Linked DNA regions of Rattus norvegicus: region 2 is linked to region 1. A link is a contact called in public Hi-C data. All regions are on one chromosome and are shown on one strand. Each heading gives the region's core, a stretch centred on a gene start, on an enhancer-like site or on the middle of the called end of the contact. The rest is flanking DNA. Distances are from core to core; before and after follow the strand shown. Region 1 overlaps Chd7 (chromodomain helicase DNA binding protein 7). Region 2 overlaps LOC108350931 (a long non-coding RNA gene).

What was found. A called contact is a pair of places that touch in the nucleus more often than the background predicts.
Region 2: a contact with region 1 is called in a Hi-C map of frontal cortex, with 1.7 times the contacts expected there. The contact joins two enhancer-like sites. A contact is called at or near these places in 2 of 12 Hi-C or Micro-C datasets (frontal cortex and psoas muscle).

The regions. Positions count from the first base shown.
Region 1 is chr5:26,772,958-26,775,827 of GRCr8, forward strand. Chd7 (chromodomain helicase DNA binding protein 7) reads left to right here. Exons shown (of 38, transcript NM_001107906.3): 24 at 1,583-1,672; 25 at 2,085-2,188. Among named protein-coding and RNA genes, the nearest start is that of Chd7, 160 kb to the left of the region's middle. Within about 2 kb of position 1,429, at least 20 of the 93 cell types and tissues checked have an H3K27ac peak or open chromatin away from gene starts, as enhancers often do.
Region 2 is chr5:27,028,238-27,031,107 of GRCr8, forward strand. The region is part of intron 1 of LOC108350931 (a long non-coding RNA gene); the gene reads left to right. Among named protein-coding and RNA genes, the nearest start is that of Lnc056, 69 kb to the left of the region's middle. Within about 2 kb of position 1,489, at least 2 of the 93 cell types and tissues checked have an H3K27ac peak or open chromatin away from gene starts, as enhancers often do.

The sequences.
Region 1 (2,870 bases), core at 179-2,678:
CTTCGAGTCAAGGAAAGAGTCCAGCCACAGGTAGAGGAGATTTCCTTTGGAACTACTGTTTCTGAGCTTGCAGTGTAAGAAAGCGCTGGTCTGCGGATTCTCTAGCCAGAGGGAAGCAGTGCTAACTCCGCTGTCGATTGCCCTTCTTTGGTTCAGTGTGGCAGAGTCAGTACTTGAGCTTACGTGTTAACAAAGAGAAAGAAAGCTGGAAAGATAAAAAGGTGTTCCCCAGCACAGCTGCTTATCCTGACAGACATTTTAATATTTGCAACCTTGCAGCCCACCAATCATGTTGTCCATGAGTGGACTCTTGGGGTAGACAGTGGGTCTGCTGATGCCCGGTCAGGACTAGTCTGTTTAGTAAGACTGCCCCTGCTCGTGATTTTGATGTCTCAGAGGCAAGCCACCACATCTTGGGAGGCCTGGATCTGTGTGCTTGTGCTCAAGGTGTCCCTGTGACCTTGACTGTTTAACTCGTCCTGTGTTACCAACAGTGTTCACATCTGTAGTGTGGAAATGAGAACTCCCCCCCCCCATGTCGTCACAGGGTTATTTATGAAGTCCAAGTGAGCCAGTGTGTATAAATGAGAAACGTTGGCACAGGGTGTTATACAGTTACATGACAGGCTTACTCAGCTAGGGAAATAACACTGGAAGAAACCAACCTTCACCAAGAGGGTCATCTTCAGGTGTCAGTCAATCCCAAGTGCACATATGGGCTGTCTAGTATCGAGACAACCTGTGCGCTATACCAGGTGAGTTTTATTCGCAGGGGTGGGGGAAGTCACATTTTAGCCATTGGGGAAACACAAGCAGGATGGAAAATCTGGTACCCTGATGATGTCACCAGTTTTTAATGCTGATTCATTAAAAATGAGTATCAATGAGTTAGGTACATTTTAATCTTATAGTGTTTATTATCTTTAAACCACAACTGAGGTTCCCTGATAATATAAGTAGAGGTAATAGAAATGTTGAATGTTCCTTGAGTAGGGTAAGGATCTCCCCCTCCCCATGCTCACTCCTCTCATCCTCTTCCTTTCTCGGAAGCAAAGTTGTATAATCTGAAAAACCTGACATTCCATATTGAGGGTTTATTGTAAGGTAGTAAAACCAGATTTTATATCTCGTTTATTCCTACAACTTCTGATGTGCTTCCAAAAATGGTATTAAGGCAGCAGCTGAGGAAATTTTATGAGATAATGAAGCAGAACAGTTACTGAAAGCCATCTGCTCGGTTGTTTACAAACTTGCTTCAATACTTCAGAGGCAGTGGTAGGGTACGTGTCTAAACTTCACAAGCTGCACTAGGTAGGTCTAAGTGAAGTAGGCCTGGGCTGGGCTGAGCTCGCTCCCTCTCTGTGCAGCGTGAGCGGTTGCCAGGCAGGCCTGTTGGAAGCCAGCAGAAAGCACCACACAGAGGTGATTATGTGGCACCATCTGTCACGCTTCAAGCCTACCATACAGCATGGCTAATCAGCCTTGGCAGGATGATGGATGAACAGCAGCAGCTGCCAAAAGCCACTGTTGGCAAACAGCACTGAAGTTAAGAACTTTTTCCCCCCTCTGTCTTCCTCTCCAGGGTCCTGCTGCGTGTCCGCATGCTGTACTACCTAAGACAAGAAGTGATAGGAGACCAGGCAGAGAAGATCCTCGAGGGCGCTGACTCAAGGTTGGTGCAAGCACACATTTGTTCCGGCCCTCCACGGGCTGGCCCAGGTGGTCGGGAAACTCTCCACGGGTTGTGGTTAGAACCCTCACAGACTTATCAGGAGTTCACCTCGGTTCTGTCTTTAATGCGAGCAAGGGTTCGTCCTCTGGGTGTGGGGATGGGCTGAGACGATGGACAGGGCCATTTGCATGTGCTTGGTTATAAGAGTGTGAGAAGCAATGGCTTCTGACCTGAGCTGGGATACCTTGTGATGAGGCTCAGTTCTGACCACTGCCCCACGTTGTTGATTCCTCTCCACCATACAAGATTCTTATTGTGAAGAAGAGGAGACTGGAGCGTGTGTTTACCACCTAGGGCTAGGATTCATTTTAAGTACCCGTATTTAAAGAGTGCTTAAATGCTCTCTTTCCAGTGAGGCCGACGTGTGGATTCCTGAGCCATTTCATGCGGAAGTTCCTGCAGACTGGTGGGATAAGGAAGCAGATAAATCCCTCTTAATTGGAGTGTTTAAACATGGTAAGGAGTGCTTCTGTCTGAACACATTTTGACTGGGTGGCTTCATCTTTATTTAGAACTCTTTGCATACTCCTTTTCCAAAGTCATAATATTAATGAGGACCGTTCCAAAGGACTCTTGGCGCCGACCATTTTTCTGCACTAGAAATCTAATACGAACTGTAAATATCAGATGCTGTTTTTGAATGTTTGTTGAGTGTTTGAGAAGAAAACATTTCTTTCTTGGCTATAAACAGAAGTCAAGCCATATTTGTTTTTAGTAATAGCCAAGCCGTACCACGGCATTCCCGAAACTTCACTTCCAGAACGGCCGCCCTCACTAAACTCTGCCAGCCTGTGTCAGAGTGGACGGTGGGCTTAACCTCTGCTATTAATCTGTACAAGTGCCTCCTGGGCTTTGTTCCAAGCAATATTTCACAAATGTCAGTGCCGGGGACTCACCGCTCCCCCAAGTGGGACGCAGCCTTGTTAACTTTGAAAGGCTGGGGATGCAGAAGTGCCATGATATATACAGTGAGCGTTTCCTGATTATAATCCCAATTCTCTGGAGGTCGCGGAGGTATTCCTAGCAGCCCAGCCTGACTAAAGGGGAGAATGATGGCTTATAAAACCTTTCATGATTACAGTTTGGCTTGCGGCTCTACAGCAGTTAGGAGCGGTGTGTTGTAGAACACATCCTAATT
Region 2 (2,870 bases), core at 239-2,738, 260 kb after region 1:
CAGAAACCACAGGTTAAGGGTTTCTTCTATCAGACACGCTAAGCCTGACCCTTCCATCTTCTCTCCCACATCTGAGGTCCTCTGTGATTATCTGTAAAATCTGGAATAGACCCCCCCATGTCAAAGCCCGCTGATCAAAAGCCTCATTTCTACATATAACTAATTCAGTTTTCAGGGATCCAGGCTTTGGCATCTTTGGGAGAATATTATTCTGCTGCCCAAGTGGTAGTGCTGGTGTTGGAAGTAGCATCATGGGGCGGGAAAACCAGTGAGACCCGGCGGAAGCAGAGCCAGTAGGGGTTACAGCAATGGATGGAGAAGTAAGTGCCTGACAAGAAGTCTGAGTGAGTATGGAAGGAGAAACACCTACGCGTCTCACTGGAGCACGTGGAAGGGACATGGGCACACTTGGTTTAGTACAATCCAACTCTTTTGCTCATCAAAAAAAAAATCTCGACATCCTTCTAAGGACACGCTGGGTAGCATGTTTCTCCTCTGTGTGTACCTCACCAAATGCATAACAACTATGCATAGGTCGATTAAAGTAAAACAGTCAGAAAAAGACCCGCTCTACTGAAGTGGGCGTCTGGACCACATAACAGTCTATCTCCTGGCCTGTGTGATAGCCAGAGTTATTTTGGTGGGAAAATCTTGTGGTTAGAGCACAAAGCTTTCCTAGGGGGTTCACAGAGTGATGGCTCGTGGACCAGACTCTTCAGTGATTGCCTCCTTCCCAAAGACAGGCTACAGGAGGCGAATGTGGGCGTCCAAAGCCTGTGGGTCTCCTTCAGTCCTCCTCAAATTCTGAAAAGGGATAGTTCATTATAACGTCCTCGAGGGTGGGGAGCGGGAGGAGTCATTTTTCTGCCATTTGGTTGAGATTTACAGCAAATGGGATTCGGAGGATTACAGCATGAAGGAAATGTCAATGTTAAATCTATAGATGGTCCCTTTAGTGCCTTGTGTCATAAATTAAAAGCAAGTACCAGTGAGAAGGCTCGGTGAAAGGGACACAGGGAAATGCCAGGTGGGTCTGTGTTTGCTTTTCTTTCTGGAACACACATGCTTGGCTGCTCCCGGCTCATTGCCCCCTCGCCCCTCCCCCAGCAAGGAGCCACTGCTTCTGTGCGTCCTGGCCTGCTTCAGCTCCTTGGGCCACCACCTTAGAAATGCTGTTTCTGCAGCTTACTGCAAGGCCCAGCATCAGGTGTCACAACTGCTAGGGTGACTGGGTTAATGGCCGAGGCATTTTCCCCAGAGAAGCAGTGACAGACAGGCTTGCCTTTGTCTGTTCTGAGAGATGTCTGAATTTAAAACTTTGTCCCAGACAATGTGCTGGGACCCCTGGGGTTCGGTTGTTTGGCCACCACTCCTCCTCTGCAGTGCCACTAACTCTGTTAGGAGGAACTGGATCCCAGGGCTCCTCTTGCTTCCATTCTGAACCCGAGTTTGATTTGAGTCCATGAAGTCAGGCCTGTGAATGAACCCTTTCTGTCAGACTCTCTTGTGACCTCTCTCCACAAGTGTTGATTCTAAGCCATCAGTGCATGGGAGGCAAGGCAGGGTGATGAGTGCTGGTTTTAATCCCTCCTCTTGCCTCCCCCCAGCCCCCACCTGTTCCTGCCATACTAGAGTGGCTCTGATCTACAGGTATGTCCCTGTAGCTGTGACCTTTTGGTAAGGGTGACAAAGACTTTGTCTAGTATCCCTCAGTTGTACGCAGGAATATGTGAATTATGGTTTTTGGTCAGGTAATCTATCTTCATAAGTGCTCCAAGGCTGTTGTTGTCAATCATGTATCTGTGTGTGTGTGTGTGTGTGTGTGTGTGTGTGTGTGTGCGTGCGCGTGTGTTTGTGTGTGTGAGTATGGATGTATATGAGTATATGTATGTTATGTTTGTTCACATATGTGTGGATGCACAAATATATGGCATCATATATGTTTGTTCACATGTATGTGCGTATATGTGCACACACGCATGTGCATGCAGGTGCCTGAGTGCGAGTGTGCACGCGTGCATGCACACACACACAGACACACACACACCCTAAAGAGGTTGGGTAATTTACATGCTGAGTTACGTTTCTCATGAGCATTATGTGCTGATGTCCTGACGTCAGACTGGGCTGTACTGGACGACATGATCCTTGAGCCAAGGCCAAGCCATATGGGTGAATTGTGTATGGACGCCTGTCCTCATTGGAAAAGATTCAGACACAGACGCACGCAGCAGGAAAGATGCAGAAGTGCAAGAAGTCAGAGATCTGTCCTCAAGCCAAAAGGAGCTTGCTCTTACAAAAACAAAAACAACACAAGGAAACAAAACCGGCTCCTCGGACAGCTGCATCTTGATTCCGGCATCCGGAGTTGTGAGTTCGGAAATGTCTCGTATGTAAGCTATCAGCTGTAGCACTTTGTCATGGCAGCTGAGCAAACACTTAAGAGTCCCCCGAGCGGCACTGAAATGGGGAAGCCGGACTATGTAAGCCCCATGGCTCATCTTCACCACTGATACTGTAAACCTTAGCTTGCTATGGAGAGCGCTCCTTGTTGAAGTCTCCCTCCGCCTTGTTTCTACTTATTGACAGACTCTGAAGTGATTGCTTTCGGACTCCTTCACAGTTTCCTGGCTGCCTCGTTATTTTTCAGGTGAGCTATGGAGTTTTTTAAGTTTACTCTTGCCTTTTTTTTAATTAAAGAAAAAAAAAAAACAACAAAACCCCCAACCAGTACCTATGCAAAATAGCTTTTGGTTTTAGAGGCAGAAGGAAGGTTTCAGGAAGCCAAACAACAGGAAGAGTTGGAAATGGCCCTGTGAGTGGGACTTTCTGCCTCAGAGAAGTAGAACACATAGTCAGGTCTCAGGCCT